2 separate regions of the Pan troglodytes genome follow, and region 2 is linked to region 1. Evidence: chromatin contacts called from public HiChIP or PLAC-seq data. All regions are on one chromosome and are shown on one strand. The core of a region is the stretch at or near the end of the contact, and the rest is flanking DNA. Distances in the headings are between cores, read along the strand shown. Region 1 holds the start of SERP1 (stress associated endoplasmic reticulum protein 1). Region 2 holds the start of ERICH6 (glutamate rich 6).

Region 1 (4,789 bases), core at 1,130-3,629:
CATACTGTTTTAATAACCACATAAAAAAACTTACTCTTAATTGACTGAATAAGTAGGGTCCACTACTGTATCTTAACAATCAAATTTTATTGCTTTATTCATGTGGTGTTTTTTGCAAGGCACTGTGGTATGGACTAGAAAACTTGGAATGACTCATGAAGAAACCTTGGAATGACACATGAAGCATGATAGGAAAGTCATTCTGAGGCAGGATGCTTTACTGAATTGTTTTCAACCAGGGTATCAAACATCAGGAATGAGTTCAAGTTAAAATTCACAGGAGAATGGAAACATCTTAAGGTCAGTCACTTCACATGCCCATCCTGATACTTTGAATAATCTGGAAAATTGCTGTAAAAAGAAAGAGCAAATATTAAAATAAGCTTTGAATAAAACAGGTCTGGTGTCTAACAAATATTTATTAAGGTAGCTGAAGAATCCAAAGGTACTCTTACATTTGCAAATGGTACATAACTTCAGTATAATAAGAAGTGAAGACAGGCCTGTCTGAATAAATAAAACAATGAAATATCCCTGAGTTATTTTTTTATCTTAGCTTCGCTGAACTTTATGTCTAAGTATCCAAGAGAACTTGCAGATAAGTAATCATTTTACAAAGAACTTAAAGCACCAAAGCCAACAGGTTTTTCCAGCATAGAATTATTTTGGTTTATAAGCATCCTTTTAAGGCCTGGCCTGTAACACATGCATGTTTCCTCATTCTCACAAAGCTGAAATTCAATCATCTTCAGGTTATATAAACTGCTTGGCTCTCATCCATTTATCAGGAAAGCTTCCAATTGGTAAGTGAAGAAGAAAGGCAAAGTGAAACGTTAAACAGAAATCTCAGTAATTTTAGAATGTGGAAAACAAACATCTACTTCAATATTAACAGCTTGCATATTAAAATGATAAATGAAGAGAGGAAAGACCTTTTTTTTGTAATCTATTTGCAAAGGCAAGTGTCTGTTACTCTTACAGCAGGCTACCCCGACACTTTTTTTTTTAAACCATGTATCAAACGTTTCTTTTATTAACCTAAAAACATTTGACTCACACATTAAAATGCCAATCAGGTACATTTCCTCTATAGTGAATCAATTCTTTGCACAAGCTTTATTTTATAAAATATACTCAATTTTGACATTAAGACATTAGATTCTGGTATATGTTAAATCAAGTTCTAACATCTATAGTACATATTTATAATTTTCTTTGCAAAGACTGATAATGGAGTTACAAAACATTCTAAATTCTCATTTCGTTAGGTTTTGTCCGGTCTTAACATTTATTCCAACTGGATCATTACCAAGACCTGACCTCCTTTTTGATCTCCTGTGAGTACAAATTAAGCTGGGAGAAGTTTCTGGAGCACCACCCTCTGTGCATATGTGGAACAAGTAATTTGGTTCAGACGAAACAGAATTATGTGGAGTCCTCGGCAGGTGGGTTGAGAACTACGCAGGTAGGACTCACTACTGACCGGTCACCACGTCATCCCAAGTCCTTTCAACCCAAGACTCTACCTGATGGGAGCCCCCAAGCCACTTACCAGAACCACAGACAACAAAAATGAAGAGAGCCAATAACCAGGGTCCTACAGACGCCTTCTCTTCGGGGGCATTTCTCTGCAAAAGCGAAAATCCACCATTTCAGATGCAGAGAAACCACTCGGACCCCAGGCTCCCACGCCTGCACGCCGGTCGCCGGCCCCCTCAACTCACAGGTCTCCCCTTCCGTTCCCGAACCCCCACATTCTGGCGGCTCGCACACTCGGGCCCCTACCCCTCCACGGCACCAGCCCACGGTCGGCCGGATCCGGGAGAAAACGCGACGCGGTCCCAGGGACCCGGACTCAGCTCCGGCTGCGGAACGCAGAGGGGCGCCCGCTCTTTCCTTACCGAGGTCTTGGCGACGTTGCCGCGCTGGGTGATGTTCTTGCTGTGCTTCTCGTTGGCCATACGGATCCTCTGCTTGGCGACCATCTTCGCGGCGCCACCACCTGCCCCGGCCACCCCTCGGACTCGCTCACTCGCCTGCCTCCTCTGGAGCCGCTGCGAGGCGAGGCTCGTGGTGCCCGCACCGCCGGAGCGCCGAGGTTCTCAGGCCAGACGCTAGCTACGGCCGCTGGGCCTGGGCGCCGCAAGCGCGACGTCTGAGCACAAGCCGGGCGCCGGCCGCCGACTGACTGACCGAGCGGGGCAGGTGCGCAGGAGGAAGAGAACTGGCCGCCGGGTCGTTCTCGCGCCGCCGTCGCCGCCGCTTTGGCCGCCGCCGTGAGCGCGGAGTGAAAGAGGAAGGAAACGCAACGCAACAACGGGAATGTGCAGCCCGCCGCCTCGATCTACTTTGGGTTCGGCTGCCAACGTCAGCACTAGACGGACTCCGCCCCGCGGAAGTGCGCGCCCCTCCCGCTGGAGAAGGAGGGCGAAAGCAGGCGCACCCTCCCAAGCTCTGTCAAGCGTCGCCCTAGATTTGCGCGTGCGCGTTCGGGCGCCTTTTCCGCGTCACTCCGTAACCGGAAGTGAATTGGCCCCGAGGCTGATGGCTCCGGAAACACCAATTCGCTGTCTCCACGCATGAGGAGACGTGTAGGGGCCGGGTTCGGCCCTGGTGAACTCTCACCCGAGCGGTTTCTCTTTCCGGGACAACATGGCGCCGTCCACGCCGCTCTTGACAGGTGAGTTCTGAAGAAGCGAGGGACTCTCTTTCTTCAGACTAGTTTCTTATTTTTGTCTTTGCCTTTGAGAACTACCCGAGGAGCCGGGGAGTCTGATCTGCCTTTTCTTGTGGCTTGCGGAAAGGCCAGACTGTTGGCTTTTTTGATGTAGCGTGGCAATCGGAAGTGAAGTCTCCGCCTCTGGGCTTTCGTATTCCCCCTCCCTTTCACCCATCCATCATTCTTGCCTGCGGATTCATCTTCTACAGAAATAGAAGAAGGGGGAGAAAAACAATGTGCTAATTGAATTTGTGGCACATGGGTCTGCAATACTGGTGTTACACAGGCCCTTGTGAAGTCATTTAGGTCTACAATAAGAACAAAGACAAACATGAGTTAGTCCTCTAGAATGATCACGCACTTTAAATACACCTGGACTTAAGTAATTCCAGATTCTGGCCTTCCTGCCTTAATGAGGTTTGTAGGACTGAATAGGGAGAGTGGAGCTGTAATGCAGGTTTCAAATGATGAAGGTGTGGTTGGGAGAGGGTGTAGCAGTGAGCATGATAGAGATATTCTAGCAACATTTGATTTTGAAATGGTTATGAGCATATTAGAAATAGAACATTAGAGGACTCTTGAAATTTTGAAGCTAAAGACTGTAGTGTTGGAGGAGATAATAAACTTAGATTGGAAAATGCTGGGGAAGTTGCTTTACTAGGGTGTGGCTAAGAGTCTGCATATGAGTATTACGTAAGGAAAAGAGAGTCGGGAAGGAAAAGAAGGCTTTGGTTAAGTTCTGATAACTATATAGAAGGAAAAAGTCATTAAGAGAAAGGTTGTCTGCATTTAAGGAGGGAGGCTATTCCCTCCCTTCGCCCCCCCGAAAGGAACCTTAAAACATTTTTGCACTTTTTGCCAGTCTACATTTCTATTTTTACATCTTAAAATCTTTGTTATTAAGCGCCATGCCCACTGATGCTCAGTCTGTCTTCTGCAGTTTAGTCATCATTTATCAAACGCCGAGTATAATCTGCTAGATAATATGCCAGGCAAAGACTGTTTAAAAGGCAAAGTTATATAATAAATTTTTTTTTAGGTTCGTAAAGGTAGCTTGTTATTCACAATTTTTAATACTAAATGCTTATTTGAACTCTAATGAAAAAATTACATTCTAAAATCTGATAAATAACCCCTCCTTTAAAAATGCCTACAGTAGGTAGTTCCTCTCTGCTTACAGGGTAGATTCCATCCTATGTAGCATAGTTATGTAACCATTTATAATCCTTGAATTGCTCTTGAGACTCATTTATTTCCTTGCCATCCCATCTTATTTTGTGCTCCATCAATACTGAACTGCTTCTGAGTCCCTTTGAACAACCTGTTTCTTCAGTCTAGTACTATCCTATGCCTCTTGTTGATTTGGCAAACTCTTTTTCATCTGTTGAAATTAAAATTCATTTTAGATGTCATTGCTCTGTGAAGCCTTTCGTCACTCTACCCAGATAGAGTCAGTCACTTCCTGGGCTATTTTTGTACCTGAAATATATTTGAAATTTTATTTCACTTACTAAGTAGGATAATTAGACATTCACTTGCCTTTCTCCCCTGCTAGACTGTGAGTCCTTCAGTGTCAGCGACAGGGTCTTATTCATATCTGTCTTCTCAGTACTAGTGAAGTGCCTGGTAGACAATAGATACTCTAAATCAGGGGTCCCCAACCCCCTGGGCCGGACTGGTACTGGGCAAGCATTACCACTTGAGCTTCCCCTCCTGTCAGATCAGTGGGGGCATTAGAGCCTCATAAGAGCGCAAACCCTATTTTGAACTGTGCATACAAGAGATCTAGATTAGATTTGTCTGTTTAGACTATCCTTTTAAATTAATGAAGGATAGCCACTTTATAGTAAATTAACCAAGGATGACAATTGTCTTACAGTGCTTAAAATCAGGGACTTTGTAAGAGCTTAAATGTTGTCTGTTCAGTCTACTCTTCATATTCTCATATTCTTAGAGGCCCAGAGAGATTAAGTGGTCCGATTCACACTGCAAATTGGCAGGATTAGGATTATACTTATTCAGATTGTTCAACTCTGTGGTCCATTTTTCTTTCACTAGAACAAACTGTTT
Region 2 (5,287 bases), core at 999-3,498, 160 kb after region 1:
CTATTATTTCCACTCTCTTCCACAAAAGGCGTCCCTGGTCACTCTTGCATTTAGCCAATAAAAGCCTATATTCAAAATTCTCAAGCACTTACAATTGCACACATGGCATATATAGTTATTCTTTCATGTTACATTGATAAGTGGACATGTAATCTCTAGAGCTAGGTAATAAGCTGGGGATAAGTGGGAACCTTTATCTCTTTCAAAGTGTCTACCAGTGTATATTTAAAAAAAACTTTTAAAAATAAGTAAGTCACAAATGCCCTGGATTATTTTACTCTACTTCCTAACATGTTTATCCAAAAGGTAAACATTATTGGGTTCAAAAAATGTGAAATTTGAAAACATTTTCTTACCTATCTATACTCATTTCAGACATGTCTTTCCTAAATGTCTGAAATATTTTAGGGAAACCTGTTGAATGAAACATTTAAAAATCAGCTATTCCCTCTAAATCAAAAGGTCAATTCTACCCCCCTAGGAACACATGGCAATGTCTGGAGACTTTTTTTTTTTTTTGAGACGGAGTCTCGCTCTGTCGCCTAGGCTGGAGTGCAATGGCGCGATCTTGGCTCACTGCAAGCTCCACCTCCCGGGTTCACGCTATTCTCCTGCCTCAGCCTCCCAAGTAGCTGGGACTACAGGCGCACGCCGCCACGCCCGGCTAATTTTTTGTATTTTTAGTAGAGACGGGGTTTCACCATGTTAGCCAGAATGGTCTCGATCTCCCGACCTCGTGATCTGCCCGCCTAGGCCTCCCAAAGTGCTGGGATTACAGGCGTGAGCCACCGCGCCCGGCCTGGAGACATTTTTGATCATCGCAAGGGTGTGTGCTTCTAGCACAGCCACGGGTAGAGGACAGGGATGCTGCTAAACATCCTGTAATTCACAGGACAGTCCCCAATCCTCCCCAACAAAGAATTATCCAGACCAAAATGTCAATACTAGAGCTTGAGAAGCCTACTCTAGAAGACTTCTCTGCTTCTTTTTTCAAGGAAGTGACTGGAGTGGCTTCAGCACAGGATGTTAAACACAAAAGAGAGTTTTTTTTTTGTTTTGTTTTGTTTTTTTTTTTTTTTTTTTTTTTGCAGGACTGTTTTAGTAGTACAGCACCCTTAAGGCACTTCTCTGGAAATAATATGAGAGTGTGTGTGTGTGTGTGTGTGTCTGTGAGAGAGAGAGAGAGGGAGAGAGAAAGAGAGGGGGAGGGGAGAGGGAGGGGAGGAAGAGGGAGGGGAGGGGGAACAGAGAGAGAGAGAGACAGAGATGTCACGGTGTGAATGCACGCAAAAATGTTATAAAAATGAGCACTCCCAGCAGCCTGGGCAACATAGTGAGACGCCAGATTAGCTGGGTGTGGTGGCGTGTGCCTGTAGTTCCAGTTACTCGAGAGGCTGCGGTGGAAGGCTTGAGCCCAGGAGGTCGAGGCTGCAGCCACTGCACTCCAGCCTGGGCGACAGAGCGAGACTCTTGTCTAAAAAAAAAAAAGCACTTCATACAGCCATGCCCAAGTTCAACTTTTATGGTGTTTCGCCTATATCCTAAATCGTGCCTCATCACAACAGCTCAGCCAAGGGTTCAGTGTCTCTGACAAGGGCGTGAGAGAGATTAGGTGTGTGGAATGGTGCATGCATTTAGAAATCAGGCACGACGCGCAGGTCGACGAAGGCACCACCCAGGAGTGGGTGGACCAGGTGCCCCCTGGAGACGAGAAACCCTCGAGGAAGGGGTGGGTCGGGGGCGGTACTTTTATGCGAGGAGGTGCTGGAGGGTGGGCTTGCGCTCGGCGTTTCAGTGCTGGTCGCGCTCTGGCTGGGCACGAACGTAGAGGTCAGGCTAGGGCTGACGATGCTGGCTAAGCGGGGGCGCACGTCTAGGAAGTCGTCGTCGTAGTCACCGATGTCCGTGACCTTCCAGAGGTACTCTTCGCTGAACGTCTCAGGGGCCTCCAACTCCTGCTCTTCCCCCACCAACTCCTCCTCCACCACCTCCTCCTCCACCTCTTCCTCCTCCTCCTCCTCCTCCACCTCTTCCTCCTCCTCCTCCTCCACCTCCACCTCTTCCTCCTCCTCCTCCTCTAACTCCTCCTCTGACTCCTTCTGGTCCTTCTTCCCCGGGTCTCCGAAGCCGCTAGGCGAGCGCAAGTGGGCCATGGCTGGCGGGAGGCGGGATTACAGCCAGCTCTTTGGCCGCGGCCCCGGTCGGCTCTCGCGAGCGCGAGCCTCTGTTGTGCGTTGGTCTCCCGGGGCAACTGCTTGCCCTGCGCCACCGAGCCTCCCGGATTTAAAGCGGCAGGAGCTGGTTAGCCGGATAGAATGTGGGTGCCGAGGGCCGGTGGGGGCCACCGCAGACTTCTTTCTGTCCCTGCTCTTCAGCGTCTCTGAAACCCCTGGCAGCCTGCGGAGAAACGATCTTTTCTTCGTCTCTCAGCTTATTTGGGGCTTTTTTTTTTTTTTTTTTTTTTTTTTTAACTTGGGTGGAGGAAGTGGCTTCTAGCGACGGACACACACGGTGCCATTTGGTATTGCGGATGCTGGAGTCTGGTTATTGAGTAGACAGATGCTTGCTGGAACTTCCAGTGAAACTTTATTTACAAAATCAGGCGCCAGCCCTTGGGCCCTCGTTTGCGGATATTTTTTAAATTGCTTTAAATATTAATAAGTGTATTAAAATTGCCTTAAATGTTAGTTGTCTTAAATATTGTTAGATTAATATTAATTAATCTTGATTGGCGACATTTTTAGCGTCCCATAAATTTTGCTCCTTGCTGTGATCTGGGTCCTGCTTCTTACTTGGCCCATCTATCCATCCTGGAGTAGAAAAGTCCTGAAGCATCTGGCCACCTAGGTACCACCTGCGTCCTTCTGGGACTTTGTATTTACTTAAATTTTTGTAAAATATATGCATTTTTTATTTTTGAGAGACAGGATGTCACTCTGTCACCCAGGCTGGAGTGCAGTGGCGGCATCATGGTTCACTTCAGCCCTGAACTCTTGGACTCCAGTGATCCTCCCACCTCGGTCTCCCAAGTTGCAAGGACAACAAATGTGTGCCACCACGCCTGGCCAATTTTATATATTATATTATATTATATTTATTTTGGGACGGAGTCTCGCTCTGTCGCCCAGGCTGGAGTGCAGTGGCACGATATCGGCTCACTGCAACCTCAGCCTCCCGGGTTCAAGCAATTCTCCTGCCTCAGCCTCCCGAGTAGCTGGGACTACAGGCACGTGCCACCACGCCCGGCTAATTTTTTGCATTTTCAGTAGAGATGGGGTTTCACCGTGTTAGCCAGGATGGTCTCGATCTCCTGACCTCGTGATCTGCCTGCCTCAGCCTCCCAAAGTGCTGGGATTACAGGCGTGAGCCACAGTGCCTGGCCTGTATTATATTTATTTTGAGACAGGGTCTTACCCTGTCGCTCAGGCTGGAGTGCAGTGGTGCTATCTCAGCTCACCGCAACCTCCTCCTCCCGGCTCAAGCTGATCCTCCCGCCTCAGCCTCCCGAGTATCTGGGACTACTTTTTGTAGAGATGGCGTCTTGCTATGTTGCCCAGGCTGGTCTCAAACTCTCGGTCTCAAGCTCCTGGGCTCAAGAGATCCTCCCATCTCGGCCTCCCAAAGTTCTTAGGATTACAGACGTGAGCTACTGTGCCTGGCTAGGGAATATTTTTGAAAGTAGAGTTCTTGCAGGCTAAAGGAGCAGGCAGCACAGATGAGAGGAGACATCTGAGTTGCTTTAAAAGGAAGGGCAAAATGAGGTGACCAGAGAGGAAAGTGAAAAGCTTTCCAGCAGGCTCACGGCAGGAAAGGAGGGTCAGGACAGGGAACTATGTGTACAGATATTGAGGTACAAATAAGGTAAGTGTAACTTAAAAAGAGAAAATAAGAAAAAGCTCATTTCTTTTCTGGACAATACTAACAGTTTGATGCTGGAAGCTATCTTAGAAGTTAGGAAATTCAACCAGGGTCCTCAGAGAGCAGACTGGAAGTCAGGATGTGGGGATGAGACACGGGGCTGGCAGACAGCAAGGGTGACAGTGCTTGTGCTTACTCCGCTTGTGCCTGCTGTAGCTCAGTTCTGTGACTGCCCTGGCATTTTCTCAATTGTGTGGTGAATTAATTTGTTTAAGTACTCCTTGTTTAGACCCTCTATTTAAGACCTTTTTTGAACATTTTATGGAATCTCCTTCCCTTGGATCTACTTACTACGGAAAGAACAGTCCCTTATTTTCTCATGAGTTGATGCCACTCTCTTGTTTTGGCCGTTCAGAGATAATATGATGCTGGGTCAGTTTATATTTTCCCCTTCCCCATTCCTGGTGTCTAGCTTGACTCAGGAACTTGAGATTTGAGAACCAGGCACCAGCCCTGACTAACTGTGACTTTGGGGTTATTGAGCCTCAGTTTCTTGGTGTGTTAAATGGAAATATCAGTACCTTTCCACTTAATTTATGGGGCTATTTTGAGATAAAATTTAATTATTGTTTATTTTCTTCTTCTTTTTTTTTTTTTCCCTAAGATGGCATCTCAATGTGTTGCCCAGGCTGGTCTTGAACTCCTGGACTCAATCCTCCTACCTTGGCCTCCCAAAGTGCTGGGATTATAGGTGTGAGTCATCCTGTCTGGCCTATTTTCTGAGGACTGATTTTGTATTTTATTATTATTATTTTAGGACCACATAACTCTGTTTAGAAAATGTTTCTAATGTGTTGAGTGCTTCAAAGGTATATTAGTTCGATTTCACACTGCTATAAGGAATTGCCTGAGGCTGAGTAATTTATAAAATAAACAGGTTTAATTGACTCAGTTCCACATAACTGGGGAGGCCTCAGGAAACTTACAATCATGGCTGAAGGTGAAGGGGAAGCAAGGCACATCTTATTTGTTGGCAGGAGAGAGAGAGTGCAGGGGAAACTGCCACTTTTTCTTTTTTTTTTGGAGACAGGGTCTCACTCTGTTGCCCAGGCTGGAGTGCAGTGGCGCAATCTTGGCTCACTGCAAGCTTGGCCTCCCGGGTTCACGTCATTCTCCTGCCTCAGCATCCTGAGTAGCTGGGACTACAGGCGCCCGCCACCACGCCTGGCTAATTTTTTGTATTTTTAGTAGAGACGAGGTTTCACATGTTAGTCAGGATGGTCTCGATCTCCTGCCCTCAGGTAATCCACCCGCCTTGGCCTCCCAAAGTGCTGGGATTACAGGTGTGAGCCACCATGCCCAGCCAGAAACTGCCACTTTGAAACCATCAGATCTCATTGAGAACTCCCTCACTATCACGAGAACCGCA

What was found. HiChIP or PLAC-seq counts read pairs in DNA pulled down with a chosen protein or histone mark.
Region 2: a contact with region 1 is called in an H3K4me3 HiChIP or PLAC-seq map of stem cell-derived excitatory neurons, with 2.1 times the contacts expected there. The contact joins the promoter of ERICH6 here to the promoter of SERP1 in region 1. A contact is called at or near these places in 1 of 7 Hi-C or Micro-C datasets (stem cell-derived neural progenitor cells) and 1 of 1 datasets of contacts at active chromatin or transcription factors (stem cell-derived excitatory neurons).

Annotation. Positions count from the first base shown.
Region 1 is chr2:153,739,443-153,744,231 of NHGRI_mPanTro3-v2.0_pri, forward strand. SERP1 (stress associated endoplasmic reticulum protein 1) reads right to left here and starts at 2,380. Exons shown (of 3, transcript XM_016942157.4): 1 at 1,902-2,380; 2 at 1,553-1,628; 3 at 1-351. The coding sequence starts at 1,985. The coding sequence ends at 311. It overlaps EIF2A (eukaryotic translation initiation factor 2A), which reads left to right and starts at 1,980. Exons shown (of 14, transcript XM_001143578.7): 1 at 1,980-2,680. The coding sequence starts at 2,653.
Region 2 is chr2:153,897,790-153,903,076 of NHGRI_mPanTro3-v2.0_pri, forward strand. It overlaps ERICH6 (glutamate rich 6), which reads right to left and starts at 2,249. Exons shown (of 14, transcript XM_063807274.1): 1 at 2,058-2,249; 2 at 357-414. The coding sequence starts at 379. It overlaps LOC104005800 (a long non-coding RNA gene), which reads left to right and starts at 1,783. Exons shown (of 3, transcript XR_679245.4): 1 at 1,783-1,919.